Linked DNA regions of Zea mays: region 2 is linked to region 1. Evidence: chromatin contacts called from public Hi-C data. All regions are on one chromosome and are shown on one strand. The core of a region is the stretch at or near the end of the contact, and the rest is flanking DNA. Distances in the headings are between cores, read along the strand shown. Region 1 holds the start of LOC100277128. Region 2 has its middle 30 kb from the start of LOC103627529.

What was found. Hi-C and Micro-C count contacts between places; a contact is called where the count stands out from the background.
Region 2: a contact with region 1 is called in a Hi-C map of tassel, with 2.1 times the contacts expected there. The contact joins the enhancer-like site here to the promoter of LOC100277128 in region 1. A contact is called at or near these places in 2 of 25 Hi-C or Micro-C datasets (ear and tassel).

The regions. Positions count from the first base shown.
Region 1 is chr5:197,907,025-197,914,242 of Zm-B73-REFERENCE-NAM-5.0, reverse strand. LOC100277128 reads right to left here and starts at 3,730. Exons shown (of 13, transcript NM_001150784.2): 1 at 3,498-3,730; 2 at 3,271-3,382; 3 at 3,049-3,161; 4 at 2,517-2,863; 5 at 2,310-2,385; 6 at 2,008-2,094; 7 at 1,807-1,887; 8 at 1,684-1,716; 9 at 1,426-1,479; 10 at 1,296-1,337; 11 at 1,100-1,178; 12 at 928-998; 13 at 261-845. The coding sequence starts at 3,662. The coding sequence ends at 759.
Region 2 is chr5:198,307,997-198,315,352 of Zm-B73-REFERENCE-NAM-5.0, reverse strand. No RefSeq gene overlaps it. Among protein-coding and RNA genes, the nearest start is that of LOC103627529, 30 kb to the right of the region's middle. Within about 2 kb of position 4,627, at least 20 of the 20 cell types and tissues checked have an H3K27ac peak or open chromatin away from gene starts, as enhancers often do. A contact at or near this core is called in ear and tassel, where this site is marked.

The DNA of each region.
Region 1 (7,218 bases), core at 2,481-4,980:
TTCCTTCCATTTCTTTGTAATTTTCCTCTTTATACCTAAACTCAGTACTTTTGATTTAATAATATTACTGTAGGACCTTCGGACCTTCCTACAGTACATTTACTTAAAAAAACAGTGTCAAACAGTGTACACGTCTCTTATTTTACCCTATCTACTAGATACAGTCTAAACCGCTGGAGACAGTCTAGACCATATGTCCGTATCCCAAAATATAGCACGTGTAGTAATTGAATCTGAACCCTAAAACCTGAATAGAACATGCAAAGTAGAACTCAAAAGGATGACCTATGAAGGAGGAACATGTTCTACATATTTAACTGGACAAATCAACTTAACTGCATACTCAAATGTTTAGTTGAGATGCAAATCACCTCCTCTTAGAGTACATAAACGTTAATTCATGGCTAATCCTTGAAACGAAGCATCGTGCAAAAGGCACAATAGTTCAGCCACTTCCTTTTTTTGCGAATAATTCAGTTACTTCCTACTAGGAGCATATTTACAAACGACTGAACTTGCTCGATGGCATAGCAATTGTCAATTCTGCAATGCTCAACATTCCAGTGAAGGATAAAAATGTCTAGTTGCATAGGATAACCCCTTCTCTTTGAACATACGAAATCGAGCATGTTTCTCCAGCACTTCCTGTCACTATACCTTTTCCTTTTGCTCGAAGTCACTTTTTTCCCATCCTGTCCTTTTCTGTCTATGCACTTGGGCAGAATAAAAAAGAGTAGGTGGCACTATACTATATTCTGTCATGCTTGCTCATGCTGAACTGCGGTCTTCTTGCACGTACTAGATCGAGCACCAGGCATCCTCAAACTGATAACAAACGCAATAAGCTGCAAAATATACCAACCCCTTAGTGGTACGCCTCAAATTTATATTGAACAAAATTGCAAAATATTTGCACTGAAGACTTACGGTGCAGAAGCCAGCACACAAAATACTGAAACCTTTGAAGTTGAAGGGCTCTGTTTCAGAAAGAAACCACGCTGGCACAACAAAGCGGGATTGAGACTTGTGCCAACTATAATTCGGTAAAGGAATAGTACTTTGTTACTGTTCTTTCTCTAATTCTATACCAAATGCTTACCGGTTAAGGGAGTAAAGATGAGGGGACCTAATATGCTTGCAAAAGAACTAATCCCAGATATACATCCTTGAGCAATTCCCTAGAAGGCAACGCCGCAACATAGATTTAGTAGGCAAAACATAGTAGTGTCAACTGTCACGTAATAGTAGTATATGGTAAACATCATGAGTTCACTGCTATCAGAAAATCAAATTACCTGCTCATTTGATCCGACATTTTTTGATACATTGGTTCTTATCTATAAAAATTGAAAGCACCATCAGCATTTGTTGCAGTCTCACATAAGGTAAACGAATCATAAAAATGGTCAGCTAACAGTGGCTTACAGATGGGTGAACAAAAGCACTCAAAATTACAAATGCCGCAGCAAAATAAGGTACCTGCAAGATGATTAAGAAATGGTTAAGAAAGAGATGAATTGAGATGCTCAACAGAAGGTCCGATCGAATTAGTTTCAAACACTTGGAACACAGTGCTGAACTATGAAGCCAGCACACTGTTACAGTTTTATTACGTATGTGATCATGAGGAATATCATGTCGAACGTGTCCATATAAATAAATTGTCAAGTGCAAGGAAAGTACCCAATATGACCATGCAATGCCATACAAGAAAACCTGCAATATTTCAAATTAATTTATTTAGCCAAAAAACCCGAAAAATGTTGTCATTAAGGATTGGGTAAAAGTCTCGCTGAAAGTTATTACATGAGTACATCCACCTAGAAGCCCAACAATAAGCAGCATCTCTTCACCCAGAATCGGAGCCAAGATAGGCATTACAGTGAGCTGCAAACATCAAGCGTGAGAAAAATAAATTACATCTCTTGAATGAACGAATACTACTGCAGCCTTGAAATGACCGAAAAACTAATGCTATAGCTTCCACGTAACAAATTATTTTGGTACCTGTGATAGCATCCCGGCAGCACCGACAATTAGAAGTAGATTAGCAAACTCATCTTTGTTGTAACCAAATTGTGCCTTCAAGTAGTACTGCATAGGATTCGACCACAGAGAAGCATATAGCATTTGAAAACATATAAAATTATAAATCATGGCTGGTGGATGCAAATGATCAAAAGTAAAATACAATTCGAAAGCTGGTGATAAACTCCTGCTATCTTTAGTGCTAGACCTTCTCCTAGACTGAAAAACTAAAAATCACAAACGTCAACTGAAATCTATTGTCGGATGGAAAATTTTCATACCAGCAATGCAGTCTGAAGCCCATGTTCACCTAGACTGTAGAAGAAAGTGATGGTTGCTGCCCCCGACAAGGCCAGACTACACGAGGAGTAAACCAACATCAGTAGAGCACTCAGAAACTCCAAGAGTAAACGGTCCTCTAGAGACTAGAGAAGTAGAGTGCAGGGTCACAAAAACTGCTATACACACAAGAGAATTTTTTTCTTAACCTGCCAGTGAGAAGCGCGACCATGTCGGACAGAGACGGCAGGCCTCCCTTATGCGGCGGCAGCCGAGGCGAGAGCTCTTCATCGGAGGATGATGTGGAAGAGGCGCAGGACGAATCCTGGAGGAGAGGGTCGCAGGCTTCGTCGGCGCAGGAGACGCTGCCGCCAGCGTCGGGGAGGAAGGCCCTGAGGTAGAGCGCTGCCGCCACGGCCACGGCGGCGGCGACCTGGAAGGTGGATGCGGTCGGGAGGAAGCGCGCGGTCAAGGTCCCCGACACGAACCCGGCTGCCGACACGCCGGAGAGGAGGCCGAACGCCGCCGCGCGACGCCTGGGGCCCACGTGGTCAGCCTGCGTTGTCCACACGTTCGACCTGGTCAAGATCTCGCCGTTTGCTCCATCGTCACTTTTCGTGGTTTGTGATTTTTTTTCTCTTCTAGATTATTATTCCTTATTTTATTATTATTATTTTCGTTTCTTGGCAATATACACACTATATATGCGTGACTTGGATAGTTGCGACCCGTAGTTTTTACCACGTAGGCAAGGCAGAGACAATGCATGGTGCCCTCGCAGAAGACCCCGGCGATGATCTTGGCCACGTAGTACACGTAGAAGTACACCTCCGAGCGGCCGCATGCCAGTATAACTGCCCAAAAAAAAAAACAAGAGAGGTGAAGCTTGTCCAAATCTGAGCAGAGATGCCGCGTAATGGCCTGCAGGCCATGCATGCTGGAAATAAGCTCCACTCCACTTACACAGCGGCGCGATGGCTACGGTGACCGGCAGCGTCATGAGCGCCTTCCGGCCGTACCTGTCCGACAGGTTCCCGACGATGGGGGTGACGACGAGCGCCCCCATCCCGGTGACCTGCATTGGGCGTACGTTGAGAGCGCCGGGGTGTCATGGATCCTGGCATGCATGTCGACACAGCTGGTGGTGGCGAGTGATCAGGCAGGCATGCGTGCGAATGAATGATGCTCACTGCGTTCTGGAAGCCGCTGAGGTAGATGGCGACGGAGCACTCGTCGCGGCCGGGGCAGGCGGCCTCCATGGTGACGTCGGTGACCGCCGGGATCACCATGAAGGAGGCGAAGTGGAACAGGAAGGACACCACGAACAGGTGCCCCAGCCCCGCCAAGTCCTTCATCTTTCTTTGGTAGTAGATAGTGCAGAGCAGAGAGCACGAGCTGAGGCGGTGATAGATTGCATGCGTTTATTAATGTCACTCTGTTCCGGTCTCTTATACTACCCTCACGCAGAGGCGAGCACAATGCTTACTTACAAGGAATGGCGTGGGGCTCACGCATCACATCAAAACTTTCACCGTTCCTTAGGGCGTCGGTCTATCAGTAAAAGGTGACATCGCAGCTCGCCGGATTCGCGCGCCGTGCCCGAACGAGCCAAACAGCCCGGTCTGTTACGGTGGCGCCGTTTGTATGGGCGTGGCGCGCCGCCGCGATGGCGACCGGGGCGAACGGAGCTCCCGGACTTCCAGTGCCTTGTACGCATGGGGCATCGACAGTGCGGGCGCGTTTTGGAGTGCACTCCACCCCACTCGCCGGGAGATGATTGGGTCCCCGGTGGCTTGCTTGCGGCCCCCGATTTCCTGACGGGAATGGAAGGGTGCAGTGGCGCGGTCGAATATGGTTCACCGGGCTGGGTGACATTTGTTCTTGCTTTCGGGTAATGATGATGGCGAAGTGGGCTGAGTTGAGCCTGAGCCCCCGTCGGCCTAATTTTGTCTGCTGCTCTATAGAGTATAGGAGCAGGTTGCTTGTTCAGTGGGGGAGGTCGCTTCAGGTCCGTTGCAGATCTGCTCTAAGAGCTTCATGCCGTGTCACGTGGAGTAGTTTCGCATGCATCTGGGGTTCAAAAGGGGGCCTTGCTGCCTGCCTGATCGCGGGGAATCTCAATGTCTAGTGCAATAAGGCCGTATCAGGGACTTTGCGGCAAGTACTTTTCGACAGCTTATTAATTATAGATGAAATACGCAAGTGTACATGTACAAAATAGCGATACGCCGAGACATGCTCGAGTTTTTCAGACGCCGAAGGATCATGCTGAACGAAATTGATCCCGCAATTTTCCGCAGTGAGATTCATATGTGTTCTTTCGCCCGTTTGGATCTAGGGTTAGATTTTCTTGTTAATGGACGATTCATCATATTCAGAAGAAAAAAACGGGCTTGGCCTTGTAATGTTAGGTGGACTTCCTGACCGTCTGGGTGTCCCCCACCCCCCAGAGATCTGCTCCGTTCCTTCGAGTGGATCGTATTCTAAAGGCTGGGCCTCAGAGATGACAGCCCAACCTCAAGTGGGCTTCACCTACAGAAATCTGAACCATTCCTACAGGAAATTAACTGCCGTACAAACAGCGCAATGACACACACAGGGACTTACCTGTGGAGACGCATACGAGATACGTTCCCACATGTCTATTTTCTCCATCCATCTGTTGGTGGAGTCAATGAATGTAACGTGTCAAATGCTAAGGTAGCCAGTCTGTTCCCTGTATGAACGAACAAACGATGCTAAGGTAATCCTCAGTGGAACTGCTTGACTGCTAACGTATATGCAATAGCATAAATAAATATGGTAGTTAGCCGTCAACACGACAACATCGATTATTCTCCCAGGAGCCCAGCCCATTCTCGGTCATCATATTTTAAGAGGAGCAGCCTCACCAACGTTATCCCTGCACAATTATAATTGACACCCCCCTCAAACAAAAAAAAACATTCTCATGACTGTACAGCAGTGCGGTTGAGAATATTCGTCCAAACGATGAAAATATGAAACGAACGCGTTGTCCAGCTCATCTAGCTCAAGCCGGCCACCGGCCCACGTATACGTACTGCTTACCTCTGAGGCCGAGGCCGGTGCCAATGGGGGCTAGAGTGAGGCCGAGAGGAAGCATCTGTGTGGGCAGGAGAGGGGCGGCCGATGGCGGCGGCGCCCGGCGACATCGGGCTTATAGCTTCACTCTAGCCGGCACGGGAGAGTGAATTGAGGTGGTAGAGCAATAGGCGGACGATAGCGGGGCGGGGCGGCCGAATTTTTTATATTTTAGCCTTTCCTCGGAAAAAAATTCACGTTTGGACTTTAGAAAATTTTAATGTTATTTTGGTCCAAAAATGACATTAAAATTTTCTAAGGTCCAAACATGAATTTTTTTCTGAGGAAGGGCTAAAATATAAAAAATTCAGGCGGGGCGGGGCCGTGTGTTCAAGTGGGTGCTGGCGAGCGAGACAGGCGGAGCGAGACTGCGAGAGTGAGTTGCGGTCTCTGTTTGGTCCATCCACGCGTACTAACACTTGGTAATTGCTTGGAGTCTAAAAAATTCAAAAAAATATATAAAATTAGAAATTTTCATTCTGAGTCCATTTATAAATACTCTCACTTAGTTGGAGCTTATTTTACACACTATCTCATCTCGTGGTTTTTTCTAATTATATGTAATTTTATTTTAAGTAGTATGTAAAATTAAGTTGTGTAATTTTTAGCCGTTGAAACAAATCGCTATGAATAATTAATTCTAAAATATAAAAGCTGATGGCGCTATAGACTGAGGTTATATCTTGCTGCAGTCTATGTATTAGAGTAATAGGGACGAGAGTGGAGTCGAGAGATGACGTAGGTGGACAAGAGATGGATGGTGCACTAGAACTAGCCTGATAGGCCACTCGCGCGCCGCGCCGCCTGCCTACGGCTAGCATCCACGTTGGTCGATAGTGTGTGGTATGGTACAGTGTATATGTGTCTATATTTCTCCCCGTTCTTGACTGCACTGTGTTAAATTTTGCCCTTTGAGTCCTTACACGTGAGTAACCTCTATCGGCCAGTTCGATCCATCAGTCATCTAAATAAACAGAATAGTGTTAAACGAGCTCCTACATATAACTGTAGCAGCTAAATAGACTCTCCGTTTGACTTTAATTTGTACTGGCTTTTACAATCTTTGTTCTCTATGAATTGTAGCTGCAGCAGTTCAAAGGCTTTAATCCGAAGCAAACAACATAGTGGTCGCACTAAATACTCCCACATTCATTAATGTCAAACTATGCCACGTGCATGCTCTGTCCATACACTAATTTTGGGAGATTGTGTGGGTTCGATAATTAAAACAACTAGTGGAGTAACCTTTATTATGATGTTGTATGTGAGATATATTTAGTCTATACCCATGGTTGAGCAGGATTAGAAACCATAAGGAGAATGGTGGAGGCCACAAAGGATAATCAAGTGCTCAACATAGAAAAAAGAAGAAGAAAAGCAAAATACAAAGGCTTAAGACAAAGGTATTGCTAGGGCATTTTGTTTTTACCAATCAAGATACAATAGAGTGCATGCATGATTAGATTTAGGATAAATAGTCGTCATGTTATAAAGAGAGCTCAAAAGGTTCTAAATTGTCGGGGACCATAATTAGGGGTACCCCCAAGACTCCTAATCTCAGCTGGTAACCTCCATCAGCACAAAGCTGCAAAGGCCTGATGGGCGCGATTAAGGTCAAGGCTCAGTCCACTCAAGGGACACGATCTCGCCTCGCCCGAGCCCAGCCTCGGGCAAAGGCAGCCGACCCCGGAGGATTCACGTCTCGCCCGAGGGCCCCCTCAAGCAACGGACACACCTTCGGCTCGCCCGAGGCCCAGTCTTCGCAGAGAAGCAACCTTGGCCAGATCGCCACGCCAACCGACCGTATCG
Region 2 (7,356 bases), core at 3,378-5,877, 400 kb before region 1:
TAGGGCGTGGCGTTAAACGAATCTGACATGGCATAAGAAAAATAGAAAAAATATAATAAGAGTTTTATAGGGCGATAAAATTTCTTCACTCTCGCAGTCTCTAGGTAAACTAATTTCTAAGATTCGTATAGGTCAACTATCTTAGGTTTAACAAACTTTACAAAAAAAATAGTGCTTATAATATAAAATAAGTATATTATAAAATATATTATGTGTGATACGATGATATCTAACGATACTAATATAATATTATATGTTTTAGCGTTTTTTCTAGAAAAATATCGAAGTTTAATTTTTTTAAAACTCTAGCAAAACAATTTATTCAGGGACATAGAGGAGTTTTGAACACAGAATAGTACTGGAAACTGGCCTAGCCATTTCTGCGGCGCCAATCCCGGCCTTTCGCAGAACATTATCGGCCGGCCGCCGGCCCGACGTTTTGCGAACCTTGACGACATGCTCGTACTCGTCTCCTGCCCGAATAGCCTAGCTAGTGGCCCAGTAATGGATAGCCCATAAAAATCTGCCACGGGCAACCCAACGTGCGAACTGGGTAAAGGCCTATCGCCGCGTGCATGCCAGCAGGTTTAGTTAGCTCTTTTTTTTTTTTTGCATTTTCTTTGCTTTGGGGTCCCCTTTTCCTTCTAATATTTGTATCAATAATACCTGCTTATGGACTAAACACTAGACAGATGTATTTTAAAGCAAATACTCTCTCCGTCCCAGTTTATTATTCACTTGCCTTTTTTATCACAAGTTTTACCAACTCGTCTTATTCAAAAAAATTATAGAAAAAACAAATAATTCATTGTGGTTTTGTTTATTATCAAATATACTTAATATATGAATTAAATTTTCATCTTTTCATGATTTTTTTGAATAAGACGAGGGGTCAAAATTATGGTTAAAAAAGTGAAATGAATTATATTTTAAATCGGAGGGAGTACTATACATGCTTGCAAGCCGGGATGTGCGTTTGTGACAAAAAATGTCCATGTTGATGTTAGCGAAGAAGCAACTACTTTAATTAAGGGCTTGTTTGGTTAACTCTCAATACATGTGGATTGAGTGAGATTTGATGGGTTTGAATACTAAACAAGTCAGACTTTTTAATTTTTCCTAATCCCATCTAATCCATGTGTATCGGGAATAACTGAACAAAACCTAAGTGGGGTCCCGTGCTGATAGCCTGTCAAAATCTCTGTGCTGGAACCAAATTCAAACGGTCCATTCCTTTCAATTTTCTGAACAATTCAGGTAACAACACTAGCACGAGTTGATGCACTGTCCTTGCTAGATGTGTTGTGCTTGGTCTTGGAGGACGGGAGCCCATTGCCTGCACAGTTCGGAAGGTCCCTGAACTAGACGTGTCCCTAGCAAGTAGCAAGCGACACTCGCGTCTGTCTCACCATGTTGCTCCACGGACCGGACGACGGTCAGGCGATCCCCAGCAAGTCCAGCTGCGGCCAGGGGGGCTCAGGGTCAACCTGTCGGGCACCCACCCAACAAGGCTCTCGTTCCATGTCCCGACGCTGGCCGCGCCCTGTCTGGCAGCTTTCGAGTGTGCAAAAAATTTAGATGACTCGAGGGGCTTGGGGCCTTGACTTTAGGGGAACTTGGTGTGATCTCGCATCCATCCGCGGAGCCGCACGGGGGAAGGAGCGGAGGAGCCGCCGAGCTGGCCGCTTACCGCTACCTCCTTCCGCGTCGGTGTGTAGGGGTGTGGCCATGTACTCGTCCGGCGACCTGAGAAGATTCTGACCAGATTTAATTGGGTTTGATCTATTTTTATTTCACAATTAAATTAAGTAGAGTAAAAACATTTAAGGCTATAGTTACCGATAGTTGTAATGTGTATGTTAATAGTTTAATGAGTGCTAAGTGTATAATGCGCAAGGTGATATTTATGTGTTAGTGGTTCATGATAACTATTACTCTTTTCGTTCTAAAATATAATTCTTTGTAGGCTTGTAGCCCACTTTTCTTGGTAATGAATGATAATAAATATCGATATATATACGAACTATATTTATAAATTAATTAATAAATTTTAGTAGTAACTGACAACTGATTTATTAGTTTCATAAATTACTAGTAATGGACGATGCTATGATGTCCACTATCTAATTCTCTTTATTCATTTTTGTTTGCTGCTACATAAAAGGGCCCAACTTTTCTCGTTCGCATTCAAACAAGACCTTGACTAAATAAAATGTTAATGCCTACTATATTTAAATCTAGCAGATCGCTCGTTACCATCGTGATCGATCTCCTGCGCTCAATCGGCAGCCGTGCTGGTCCTCTCTCTGTGCTTCTGTGGAGCAAGATGAATCTGCAGTGCTTGCAACCTCGCATCACGGCAATCCTCGCTGGTCCCGTTATTATTGTAATCTAATGGTAACGTCGAATGCGATGTTCTTCTGGAGCTGACACGCGTAGAAAAAAAAGGGGGGGGGGGGGGGGGGGGGGGGACGGGCAAGTATCTCAAAGCAGAAGAGGAGGCAAGCAGCAGCACCTGGGCTGGGCAGTGGGCACGACGGCACCACGGTCCAACAGTGCAGCGGACCGGCGCGAATGGCGCCTACGGCAGCACATCGCCACTAATCGCACATTGACGCCTCGCACCGGTGCACCCGTGCTGCGGATCGCGCTGGAAAAAGCCTGGTGCAGATCGCCACCCCGGATCGAATCACTTGTGCCATCCATCCATGATCCGTCCACGTGACCTCACCGAACTCAACCAACAATCGGGAACGGGAATCACCCGCCTCAACCTCACAGAGGCAATCACGAGCGCGACAGCGCTTTTAGCTCCACGACGAGCCACGAAGCTGCGCAAGATCCACTAATCAATCTAACTTTTTTTTCCAGAACACTTTGGAAATCGGCAGCACTGAAATCAACTGAACGATGCAAGCTCAATGGACAGAGAATGACACTCGAACAATCTTTTCTTCCAATTCCTGCAACTTCACGTAGTTCCTTCGCTCCAATTCTGAATGGGACTATACAAACAAAATGGAGCACCGCGAACGCCCTAAAACGCATTGCTATATTGCATTCGCGCACACATTTCTATCTACATCTTTTATCCAAGGTCGCAAAATGCAGTCGAGTTTGCTGGGTTCTGGTGATCCCAGAGCTGTTCGGGAATCAGAAGACTGGGCTGAGAATGTTGAGGAGGGAAACTCTGGTGTTGACGAGGGCTCTGAACACCTTCTCGCCGCTGCTCTCCACGTCCGCGATGCACCGTCCCAGATCGTCCAGCCGCTCGAACGCCGCCTTCCGCTCTCGCTCCTCCGGGTCCGCGGCGGCCTCCAGCCGGGGCCCCGCGGCAGACGTGGCGGCGTGCTGCCTCCTGGCCGATCGACGCTTCGCGCGCGACATCCACCGCATTAGGTCGGCGACCCACCAGATCCGCGGCATGGAGGACGAGGAGGACCTGGTGGTGGTCACGACCGCGTGCCTCGGCGTGGCGGACGGCGCGCTGAACCTCGCGGGGGAGGACATCCAGCACGGCGTGGCGTCGACCTCGACGCGCGCCGTGGCGGCGGCGACGGAGAGCGAGGATACGCCGGAGAAGACCGCCGCCGAGGCCGACGCCACGGCCGCGGCCGCGTCGACGACGGCGGCGGCGATGGCCGCCGCGTCGGAGGGGAGGTCGGCGGGCGGGGGCCTGGCGGCCACGGCGCGCGCCGAGGAGGCGACCCGCGGGAGGTCCCTCGCGGCCCGGCGCAGCGCGCGCGCGGCCGACGCGAGGCGGGCCGGGTCCTCCCTGCGCAGCGCGGCGCGGGCCTCGGCCTGGAGCGCGGCGAGCGCGACCAGGGCGTCGCGGAAGCTGCCGTGCGCGTCGGCGAGGCGGAGGAAGTCGTCCAGCAGGCGCTCCGCGAACGGGGACGGGCCGAGGCGGCGCAGCGGGTCCTGCGCCTGCGGGTGGTGCAGCAGGCCGGAGAGCGACGCGAGCACGCGGCCCAGCCGCGCCGCGGCCTCGGCCACGGCCTCCGCGGAGGCCCGCGACGCCAGGCGGCCCACCAGCGCACGCAGGTCGGCGACGTCGTCGTCGAGCTGGAGCACCAGCGGGTGGAACCGGCACGGTAGGCTCGCCGACCGCGCGCGGTAGGCGACGGACTTGTTGTTGGCGGCGCTGGGCCCCGCTGGCGGCGCCGGGGACCTGGGCGCCGGGAACGAGATCGTGCGGCGGAATCCGACCACCATCCTGACCCTCACACCAGCACCCCGGCGTTGTTCGGGTCGATCGATTACCGAGCGATGGATGATGGATTGATGGGTGGGCGGTAACCTCCGGTGGGGAGGGGCGCGTTCTTAAAGGGAAGTGGGGAGTAGCCGAGTGGGATTCGGGTGAGGGGATGGGATGGAACGCTCGAGGAAGGCGTCAGCGGTGGAAGGAGGTATGGATCGAGCGCACGGCCGCGCGTATATAGTAGGACTCGGGGGGGACGAAGGAAATGGAGGTGAAGCGGTCAAGCCGTCTGGTTTTCTGGAGCCCTGTAGGCGACAAGTTCAAATTCTTCGACGCCGCCACGACCGTCGCGGAAGGGGTAGGCACGCACACACGCAGCATAGCGTGCTAGCGGGGTGGGTGCGGGTCCCGGCTGCCAGTGGAGGAGGGGTGGGTGGGGGTTGGTCTGTTCCGTGCAAGGTGCAATGCAATGAGCTTTTTCGTGCTCCGTGACGTGCGGAGCGGGATGGGCCACGCAGGAGGGAATTCTGTGGGGTCACGTGGACTGCCTCGTGGGGCCTCGGTTTGATCGGTTCTTGAATTCTGGAGGGGAGGCGGGTCCCAGTCCCAGGCCGGTCGCATCTTTTGCGCACACGAGCCGCAGCCCCAAGTCCACATCGTGCGGGTGCGGTAGCAGCCGACGACTGGCGAGTAGCGACCGAGAGCATCTCCAAAGGATTCTTTATTTTTTATTCTCTATTTAACTTTTTATTTAACTTTCTATAAATATTAAACTCTATATATAACATCTCATTGCAACAGACTCTTTAAAATGTAAGTTAGCTTAGCTAGCGAGAGTTGCTAGCTAAATTTAGTTAGTGAGGGAGTTAATTTAGAGAGCTAGATAGCTTAGCAAGTTAAATGACTAGTCTGTTGAAGAGCTATTATATTATTAAGTAACTAAAATTTAGTTTGAGAAGTTATTTAGCTAGTCTTTTTTGGAGATGCTCTGACAGACTGAGAATTGTTCGAAAGGAACCGTATCGCTATCGCCTGACAGCATGCGATAGCTGATACTTGAGACGCTCCTGTACCAGACGTGATACTTGAGACGCTGTAACTCTCGTGCCCACAGAAGACAGCCACACAACTTGGATCGCTGATGCAGTGCTCTAGTTGTTGCCTGTCAGTCGCGACTTGGACTGGAACCCGACGGCGACAGACATGGACGATCGATCGTTTCACTTTCACACATGAAAATGGCTTCATAGGCTTCTTAGCCGCCGACACTGGAGACTGATTCTTTTACGGACTCGTTCTGGAACGACGTTCAGAGTTCAGACCCAATTAGGCCCCCTCGTGTCCACAACTTCACCCGCCGGGCTGCGTTCAGTGCATCTATTGTTGCCCTCGACCTCGAGCGGGTGCGTCAATGTCGCAAGGATGACATCTTTTTTCTCTCACGGTCACGGGCGGCGTACACAAACTTCCAGCGAGAGTGCGATTGAGCTCGACGTACGTGCGCCGCAACCAAGCGTTTGTCTAATCCGCACGCCTCACGACATGACGCTGTACATGTTAGGTGCCTGTTGTCTTCTGGAGGGAGGAAAAAAAAAACCCAACAAAATGGAAGAATAAGCAGGGACAACAAAATTAGCACATGTCATCCAACTGGTCGTCGCGATCAGGATAAGAAGGTACGGTGCACCTAACCTTGTTGCCACGGTTTGCATGCACGGATGGCACAGCTCAGTGACTAACAGACACGGATTAGTTCTACAACTTGCCAGCTGCCGTCATCTCGATCTCGATGTCGTGCAGAGTGTCCAGACAAGCAAGGCAGGGTCTCTCTCTCTCGAGAAAAAAAAAATCAAAGCAGACACTCGTGCAGCTTGTGAAGTGAACGGTCTCACAGATGAGATCCTCTGCCGATTTTGTCGGACAAGAAAACATGGTGACTCCATTGCACTTTGCACATCTTTATCACCTTATTTCTCGTAACCCGAGTCAAAGTATCCAAAATCTTGATCGGGTACTCCGTGTAAGTCAAATCACCTTGAACACTGAGCTCTTCCATTGGTAATTGTTCCTCGGGCACACGGAGACACTTCTTTAGTTGAGATACGTGGAACACATTATGCACATCCGATAGGCTAGCAGGTAACTCAAGTTGGTATGCCATCTCTCCAACTCTCCTAAAGATCAAGAATGGTCTAATATAGCGAGGGGACAATTTGCCCTTAACTTTGAATCTCCTCATTCCACGAAGTGGTGACACCTTGAGATACACGTAATCTCCTTCTTCAAATTCCAGTGGCCTCCTTCGATTATCAGCATAACTCTTTTGCCTGGTTTGAGCCACCCTCAAATTCTCTCGAATTATACGAACTTGTTCTTCTGCTTCTTGAATCAATTCAGGCCCAAAGAATTGTCTTTCTCCAGTCTGCTCCCAATACAAAGGAGTCCTGCACTTCCTCCCGTATAAAGCTTCAAAAGGTGACATTTTCAGACTGGCCTGGTAGCTATTATTATATGAGAACTCAGCATAAGGTAGACTCTTATCCCAACTTCCTCCATGCTGAAGGGCACATGCTCTCAACATATCCTCCAATACTTGATTAGTCCTTTCAGTCTGTCCATCAGTCTGAGGGTGATAAGCTGTACTAAAATTCAACTTTGTACTCATATTCTCATGAAAGCTTCTCCAAAATCTTGAGGTAAACTGCGAACCTCGATCAGACACGATCTTCTTTGGTACTCCATGTAAACACACAATCCGAGCCATATATAACTCTGCTAGCTGAGAACCTTTATAAGTAGTCTTGACAGGAATAAAGTGAGCCACTTTAGTCAATCTATCCACAATCACCCATATTGCATCATATCCTTTCTGGGTGCGAGGCAATCCAGTAATAAAATCCATACCAATCTCTTCCCATTTCCACTCGGGTATCTTCAGTGGATGCAGTAGTCCAGCTGGCCTCTAGTGTTCAGCCTTGACTCTTTGACATACATCACACATAGCCACATGTGCAGCCACATCTCTTTTCAATCCATACCACCAATACTTCCGTTTCAAATCCTGATACATCTTGGTACTACCAGGATGAATAGAGTAATCCGAGTCATGGGCCTCTTTCAATATAGTCTCTCGAAGGCTTTTAATGTCAGGAACA